2 separate regions of the Triticum aestivum genome follow, and region 1 is linked to region 2. The links are chromatin contacts, called in public Hi-C maps. All regions are on one chromosome and are shown on one strand. Each heading gives the region's core, a stretch centred on a gene start, on an enhancer-like site or on the middle of the called end of the contact. The rest is flanking DNA. Distances are from core to core; before and after follow the strand shown. Region 1 has its middle 19 kb from the start of LOC123178742. Region 2 holds the start of LOC123183356.

Region 1 (4,459 bases), core at 1,529-4,028, 39 kb after region 2:
GTGAACTTTTTTTTTCAAAATCGATGAATATTTTTTCAATTTGGTGAACTTTTTTTCAAATTTGATGAACTTTTTTTAGGTTGGTGAACTTTTTAAAAATTCGATGAACTTTTTTTCAAATTCGATGAACTTTTCTTTAAGTCGGTGAACTTTTTTTTTACATTCGTGAACTTTTTTTCAAAACTGATGAACTTTTTTTCAAAATCGATGAACTTTTTTTTAATCCATGAACTTTTTTATTCGTGATTCTTTATAAAATCTGTGAACTTTCAAAAATATTTCACATTGTTGTTCAAAAGAAATCATGCTTTTCTAAATGTTTTTAAATAATCCAAAAATCTACGTGGCTGCAGCGTTTTGTTCTCAAGCTTTGTGGCGCTGAAATATTTCAAAACTGTGGGGTAGCTTGAGTGGTTGGCTAACCATTTACTGGAGGTAAGTGACGCGTGTTCGATTCCACAGTATATTTTTGGTATTTTTACGGGCTACTGCATTGGACTGCTGCGTGTTCCTGGGCCGGGCCCATAACAGGAGCAGCGTGGGCGCCAGAAGGTCCAACCGGCGCTGAAGGCGCCGGTTAGGAGCTCCCCCGAGGAAGGGGTACGTACCATCATCGATCGATCATGGCGGCGGCGCTTCGACTACAGGCGGCGGCAAGGATGCTCCAGCGATCGCCGGCGGAGCACCGGCGCCGGCGCTACTGCCACGGCTCTTCCACGGTGCCGGTTCGCCCTCGACCCCCTTCGCTGCTCCCGAGGTTCGTACCTACATCTACATGCTCCATCATCACGAAACTAAAATAGACAAAGACGAACTACGTACGACGTACTTTTCCTCAATATAAAGCCTCGTACATGTCTATACTTATTACTATATAGTGTACGAGTTTTGAATCTTTGAATTCAGGCACTGAAATGCATTTCTGACCGTTCATTGGGCTCCATCCGACGGCTTACAGCACATGGATTCGCTGCTACAGTAGTGTTCCGTGTTATCTGGGTCACTCTAGAAACATCTATGGGTTAGCGCCAGGTAAGGGACCCCACTGCGTCTCAGTTCGTTGGAGCAAAGAAAGTCACCTCGCATCTTCTGGAGCGGTACAAATTGTTTTTCGGAAGGGCAACACTCTGCGCCGGCGCACCGGCCGAATCTTTGGGCCGGTCAGCCCAGATCTGTCCGATCTATGCGCGCGCGGCCGTTAGATCTCTCTCTGTCCACCCCCGCACCCATCGTCAACCTCCCACGCGGAGAAAAGGAGAAAGAAGGAGAGCGCCGCCCCCGTCCTCTGCCGCCGCGCGCTCGGCCTCTGCCGCCGCGCGCTCGCCCTCTGCCTCCGCGCGCTCGGCCTCTGCCGCCGCGCGCTCGCCCTCTGCCTCCGCGCGCTCGCCGGCCACTCCGGGCTCGCCGTTCCCATGGAGGAAGACGCTTTGCTGGTCGCAAACGCCTTCATTTGTCGTCGCAGCAAATTCCGCCGTCGGTTGTAGCAATTACCGAGGATGGTTGTAACAAAAAATATCGCAGACCCTCGGTTGTAGTTCGTCGCACCATGGAGGCCGACCGCACCATTGCCGGTTGCAGCATCATATGGAAAACGACGGCATGGCTTGTAGCCAAAAAAAGCCGGCACTAGCATTTTTTGGAGAGGGTTCCAGCAAAAACCAAATCTGGTGAAAGCTTTTGGACGGTTCCTTCCAGCAAACTCAAAAAGGCGATGGTAGCAAATTTGGGCGCCGGTTCCAGCAAAACATCTAAACGGTTACAGCAGCAAAAAGGCATCGCCGCCGTCGACCAGCACCGCCGTGCATGTATGTAGCAAAAAAGTCACCGGTGGCAGCAAAAAAAGGCTACGGTTTTAGCAAAAAGCATCGCTGGTCCAGCAGGATGAACTCCCGTGGTAGCATTCTTGAACAAAAATGCTACAACCAGCTGAACAAAATGCTACAACCAGTGTTTCTAAAGGCTGGAGCCAGTGGTTTCATGAAAAAGATGCAAAAAGAAACATATTTTTGAAGAAAAAGCTTGAACAGAATGATTTTCAAAAAAGATACAACCGGTTTAGCAAAAGCTACAACCGATGATCCAGAAAGCTACAACCAGTTAGCATAAAAATCAGTTGTAGCACGGGGGCACCACCGTAGCAGCTCCCCTACACCCCCCATGGTCGCAGCTCCCGGCTGCCACAGTTGCAGCTTCCCCCACAGCCGGATGTAGCTTCTGCCGTAACGGTTGTAGCACCAGCCGTCGCCGTCGCAGATCCGCCACCATCATTGTTGCAGCTCCCCGTCGCCAGGGTTGCAGCTCCCCGTGCAGCCGGATGTAGCTTTTTCGATCACGGTTGTAGCATTGGGTACCGCCGTCGTAGATCCCCCGCTGCCATGGTTGCAGCTCCGGCTTGCTCTCTTCTTCGTCGCAAGGCACAGCGCACTTGCAGGTTGTAGTAGCACGCAACGCATCGAGTAGCCGAGCACATCACCCTGAACCGTCGACTTCCGAAGCAGGCAAGCAGCAACACAACCTCTTTTTGCCGCACGAGAGCATACTGCAGCCCCTGCTAGTTGTGGCTCAGGGCAGAGCCATCCCCCGAGGAGAAAAAGCTGCACTGGAGTAGAGGAGATGGGATGCTTCATGCGCTCAGGTGAGAGATTCAGTTGCGAGAGAGATGATATAATGGAAGAGAACGAGTGGCTGGTGGCTTCGTCGGTTGGATAAGTAAGAAACAAGGGGTGGGCACGTGGGGCCATAGGGGGGACGCGTGCGCCAAGCGACAAGGGAGGCGCGACGGGAGACGCACGATCTCTCACGATCCAACGACCCGCGAGCGACGGGCGAAAGACTCGGCCGGTCTGCCGGGTACAAATGTTTCCCTTTTCGGAAGCAGACGCCAGCAGAGCTATGGCAAATAAGTGTGATCCGTACCACCAAGTCTCACACTATGTGAAAAAGTAGAACAATATAAAAATAGAAAGTAGACAAATCAAATCAATGCATCGCGCAAACAATGGGCTCACTGCCTCGCATGCATTTCTGGCTGGAAAGTACAATAAAACATAGCAATAGGTAGGGTAAGGCACTACCTGAGGTATATATGAAACAACTTTTGATTTTTTTAATTTAAAACATATTTTGAAATGTCAAAAATTACAAAGCAAAATTTCACCCATGCATCTTCACAAAATATGTGCTGGGAATAAAGTTTTACGAAAAGAATATCTTTTTATATTGTGTCCGCATAAAAGATAGATTTTAGTGCTTTTAATAGTGTTTCATGGTATTTCTCTTGTCTTTTTTGCACATGCAAAAAGTTTTGTTTTCCCGTGAAACTTTCTATGTGTACATAGAACGTGGCGAGACGAATGTGTGCACCTTCTTTTCAAAAAACTTTTGTCATTTAGAAATGTGTTTTTTGAAGTGGGTTCATATGTATTTTTTTTTCCAAATGTGTTTTCTGCAATAAGTATCCCAATTTTTGTGCAAATTACATATTCATGTGATAGTGACCGCGTAAGAACACGGGAAGCTTTTTTATGCTAATTCCGAGTACATCCACAATGGACATTCATCTTGAGTCATTTCTCCATTATTTTCATGACTTATTTTCGTCAAAATCACTATGTAACGTAAAGACTCGCATTGCGCGTGCATGCATACTAGTACTCACTCGTGTTGCGTTGCGTCCGTTGGTCATCAGAGGCTCTCGTTGCTGCAACTACACGAGAGGCAGCAGGAGCTGTCGGAGGAGCTGTACCCCGTGCTGCTGGAGCTAGACAAGAGAATACTAGGCAAACACTACAAGGCCCGCGGCTTGTTCCAGAAAACTACACTCGGACCTGCTCCAGGTCGTCAACAAGCACGTCGAGTCTAGACCAAACAACGCCGACTGGTAAGTAGGTATGGTATGTACGACGTACATACGCCTCCTATTTTCTCTTCGTTGGTTAGCTAATCACTAGCCTTTTCTTTCATATAATTGCAGGCGGCGGTTTCGATCGAAAGTGAGATGCTTCAATGGATGCGAGTGGGCGGTGAGTCTGGGGTTCCTACATTGCGTGTGCTTCCATGATCTCACCCTGTTTGCTGCAAAAGAGACTCCCGTGGAAGATGAAGAAGATGATGTAGAGGAGGGGGAGGGATAATTTTCATATATCTCGATTGGTGTCATGTCTTTAGTTGCTCTATATATAGTTTATATGTCATGTTTTTATCATGTCAGTTTTTTCTGGAATGCAGGGGGTCTAGGAGACCCTAAGAAACAAATCTTTATTGCTAATTTTGTTAGAAATTAAAATTTTAGTTTTGTTGGTGTATCTGAAAGTAAGGAGCAAATCTTTTACATATATGTTTTTAGACATAATTAGTTGTTATACTTATTTTGAGTGGATTTTTTTCTCCCGCTAGGTGCTAATACTAATGCTTTTAAGGTATTATTAGAAAATGAAATTGGCATTTATTTTGTTAGAGC
Region 2 (4,481 bases), core at 684-3,183:
TAATTTGTTTCAGTGATAGAAAGAGAAAAGGTGTGTATTGTGTTATGCCACTAAGGATAAAAATATATTTCCCTAGTTGTCTCGGTGATGAACTAGAGGTAAAGATAATATACTATCAACATTATATCACTTTGCTTAATGCAATGCTCTGTTTTTTTTACTTAATTACAATTTGGGGGTAAACGGTGTCCTAGATTGTGTCCTCTGTGTTGCTCATTACAATTAAAAATTATCACTTTATGGTGCATTAAGCTAGTACCTATGTTCTAACTTCTGATCAAGGCATCGGCGAAAACAATAATGGCCCACATTTTCTCGCTTAATTTTGATAGCAATGTTATGGATAAAAGATAGATAAATAACTACAATTTCAATAAAGGTATGTTTTGCTAGTTGGTAGTTTGTGATCCATTGGCCATGATTGATCTTTTTTTGTTTAACAATCTTCTACATTTGAAGGGGGTAACTTCCAACTATTTTTGTTAGGACCAAAGTAAGAACAAATAAAGGTTCCACTTTTGTGCTAAAGATACCTTTCACTACCAGAACGAGTGTCTATCACCATGAATAGAAACATGTACTTATCACTCGGAAATATCAAGGGGCTTGCTCTAGCAATTTTTTGTGTAATTCATGTGTTTTCCCCCAGTATATTTCTAACATGATTGCTTAGTAATGCTCTGTACGACCCTTCTCAAAATTTGAAACTTTCAGGTACTATCACAATATGTGTGGTGGCTTGCAAGGCATAGTTCAAGTATCAGATTATCTCTTCTCTTTCAGTGAAAATAGATGTGTTGATTTCTGCAATCTCATATCTGAAATATGAGCATCAAACTTTCAGTGGACTTCAATTCATTCACATATTCTCATATACTCCCGTAGTATTTGCTAGTGTTTGCCCATCACGATGGATCGATCATGCGGCAACCTTCCACACTGCAAAACGACTAAAACTCTACTCTACCGGTTAAACTTGTCCCACATGAGGAGCTTAGTAGCATCGTTTTCACGGACGATGTCCATTGATAGGAAGAATCATTTGCGTACAATGCTAGCTTCATAGCGAATCAAATCTGGCTCATCGGGGTAATTAATGCCTAGACCATGACCTGCCATTGTTGACAAAAAAACACCAACTACTTACGTAGTACCACGACAGGGAAATTCAGTCATGACCTGCCTACCTTTTTGTGTGGTGTCCGGGCATGGATCCACGCATCGCTACCTGGAGCACACAGAATAACCCAGGAGAACAAAAAACGTACACGAATCTTAAAGCAAAAATCAACGGCCCAAAAATCGATTGACCCAAAACTAATTTTCAGGCGACCTACATGTAGCTAAAGTGAGAAAGAAAATAGTCTTGGCACTAAGTCTTTATATTTCAAGAAGAAAAGCTTCGCATATCACGGCTTCAGGAAATACCACCAAGTGATCTCCCCATAGCACCAAAGTACCATTCCCTTCCTTGTTTCTGTCCACCTCCACCATTCAAAGCGCTGGTGCACAAAAGTCTAAATTGTCGAAAGTCGAAATCAAGAAGCGGAAATGTCAAAACACACGCAAAGCGGACCAACCACGGGCTAATCAATAAATTGTCCGCACCATCATAATACCATGTATATGCATCTCATTACGATGAAATGTTAGATCGACAAGCGATTTTCTAACAACTCTAATCGCCGCACCAAAGGGGATTGAACCTAATAGATTCGATTAGTCCATTGTGTTGTATCCAAATGTTTCTCTTGATCTGTAGACGCTACCCGATCATACGGCACACCTTAGCTTGCCACTTGGATAAAGTGCCCCCGTTCCAAATGTGTTGGGAACAATAACATTTTATTTAGTATCTTTGCTTAGCGAGCCAAAAGTCTTCCGGGAAAAGACGGTTCTACCCCCGGGGGCCCAAAATATCAAAAGGGGGAGAGATTTCCTGGCCGGTGGCGCACACACGAAGCCTGACCATTTCCATTTCTACCCCCAGCTCTTCCTCCCACGCGCCCACCACGACGGCGGGCCGACCACGTTCCCCTCCGCCGCCGCCGGCGCCCTGACCGCCCGCCGTGTCCCCGGCCCGCAGGCCGTCCTCCCCTCCTCCTCCTCCTCCCGCCCTCGCGCTCGCTCCTCCGGTCCGCCCACCAACCTACCAACCCGGGCCCCGATCCGCGCGGAGGGGGGAGGAAATGGCGGTGGTCCTCGCGTGGCTCAACGCCAGGGTCGTCGATCCCCTGCTGCAGGTCATCCAGAGGTGAGGCCCGCTTCTATTTAGCATCTGGTCGCCGATTTGATGGATTGCTGCTGCTAACGATGGCGAGCCTTCTGTTGTTGCGGCGGTGGCCGGTGCAGGGGCGCGGAGCCGAAGCAGCTGGCCTTCTCCGCCGCGCTCGGCGTCACCATCGGGGTCTTCCCCATCTGCGGTACGTACGTGGCTGGCAGGCGCTGAAACCCCTACCTCTCGTCGACCAAAATTTATCTGCGGTTAACCGAGTCTAGATTCGATTGCTCCATACGCATGGCGTGTCGGCGCAGCAATACAGTACAGTACAATAGGATCCGATGTGTGCGTGTGCGGCCATAGTCGAGGACAACACGACTCAGCTCCTGGGAAACACAGGGCTGCACGGCAGGCACCATGCTGCCATAAGCCGTTCGTTCACATCTCCAGGAGTCCAGGACTCCCTCCCAAGTGATGGCTCTCCATTCAGATGTGTTCAGTGTTTTGCCTGTTGTGGTCTCATAACTGAATCGTGTGCGTCCTGTCTACCTGCCCTCTTGCCGTCAACATAGTTGGGTTTAAGATTTTACAGAGCTGGATTGTCACCAAAAAGCACCTGTCAATTACATGTAGTGGCTTAGGAAAATCCTTTTGAAAGTTGCTGAGTTTCAGCGTTAGGCTGGTGGTTGCTGTGTGACGTGCAGTTATTTTACGTCTTTCTTCAATTATATTGCTAGTCTTTCATAATATTTCTCAAAGCAACTTGATGTGAACTTGGCCTTTGATGATTGCAGGGACCACTGTTATTATCGGTGGACTTGCTGTGGCGATGTTAGGAGCTCGTTGCAATGCCGTTACTGTCATGGTTCTCAATTTAGCTGCTACTCCTCTTGAGCTAAGGTAAACACATGCTCAGCACTAAATACAGTGAATCAAATTCCATTTTATGGCTTCTTTTATAAGAATAGTTGCTGCTTCTTTGTCTAGCTTTATATCTGGAAATAGTTGTCAGTTCCGTGTCAATCTTCATTTATAGAAATAGTTGTTGGTTCTTTGTCAAGCTTTAATTATATGAACAGGTGTTGGTTCCATGCCAAGCTTTATGTATAGGAATAGTTGTTGGTCCGCTGTCATGCCAAAAGATACAGACTTAAGCTCTATAGCACTAAACTATGTTGTTTCACTTAAATACCACTCAAACTTTGTTCTGTCATTTTGAACATTTTCATCCACTTGAGGCTAATTTCTCTTTTCTGTGCTATCCTTTACCCCCTCTTTAAACAGACATTCATTTACCTTATATATATAAAAGTGAGGGTGTACAAGACTCCACATAGCTCAAACTATGCTCATAAGTCATAACAGGGCAGATTCCTGTGCTCATAACTCTCAGGCTCCTTGTTCATAGGATACGTAACATGCACTAGAGTGCTGATACCCCGAATCTGCTTTGTCTATTATGCTACTTGAAAAAAAGTGGCTGGTGTTAATTCATATGCTCTCACTAGTTGCCAGCTGTGATGGTCTTGAAAAAACAGATATCCTTTTCATGACTTGTTTAATGCCGAAGAAAGTTCTACAGTAGACTAATGTATTTCTTTAGTTTGGCTTTACAGTTGCATTGTGATAGACGTTTCAATCTAAATGATTATATATAATTGGGGGTAAATATCATGCCAAAATGGGCTATTTTGTAAGGAAACAGTGGGAGACCATGCTCTATACCTCCAGGGACTTGTTTCTTTTTTAGCAGGGTTTGATCTTTGAAATTTTGCACGGCATACAACTTGCACCCTCCTCTGCTAATATTTATTTAAAAAATTGGAAAGTTTGTTCTGAATGGTCACTGATTTGTTGCATTTTCACTCCCGTTGTACCTAGTGCAGCAATTGTAAGCTATAAGCAATCATGTTTTAATTTATTTAGAGCTACCAATGAACTTTCATTTCACCGGATCCTCCCTATCTTGTTTCAATGCATTTGGCAGTGTCGTTTCCTGATTACGTTTTCCTCAGCTTGATCATTCCTTTCTTGCGTTTGGGAGAAGTAGTCACAGGCGGTGAGCACTTCCCCTTGACATCTGATGCATTCAAGATGGTCCTCACAGGCCACGCCTCAAAGGACGTGCTACTCAGCATTTTTCATGCGGTTAGTAAAATTGCTTCGGCCATCAAGTTTATCTCACCCATAAGAAATGAGCATTGTGTCGTCTTGTTCTCAGAAAACAGTACCATGACTGTTGCCGTTGTTGAATGGATAC

The links. Hi-C and Micro-C count contacts between places; a contact is called where the count stands out from the background.
Region 1: a Hi-C map of leaf shows a contact between it and region 2, with 3 times the contacts expected there. The contact joins the enhancer-like site here to the promoter of LOC123183356 in region 2. A contact is called at or near these places in 2 of 5 Hi-C or Micro-C datasets (both in leaf).

The regions. Positions count from the first base shown.
Region 1 is chr1D:489,853,028-489,857,486 of IWGSC CS RefSeq v2.1, forward strand. No RefSeq gene overlaps it. Among protein-coding and RNA genes, the nearest start is that of LOC123178742, 19 kb to the right of the region's middle. Within about 2 kb of position 2,779, at least 1 of the 8 cell types and tissues checked has an H3K27ac peak or open chromatin away from gene starts, as enhancers often do. A contact at or near this core is called in leaf, where this site is marked.
Region 2 is chr1D:489,814,820-489,819,300 of IWGSC CS RefSeq v2.1, forward strand. It overlaps LOC123183356, which reads left to right and starts at 1,934. Exons shown (of 6, transcript XM_044596148.1): 1 at 1,934-2,254; 2 at 2,353-2,423; 3 at 3,016-3,121; 4 at 4,237-4,369. The coding sequence starts at 2,190.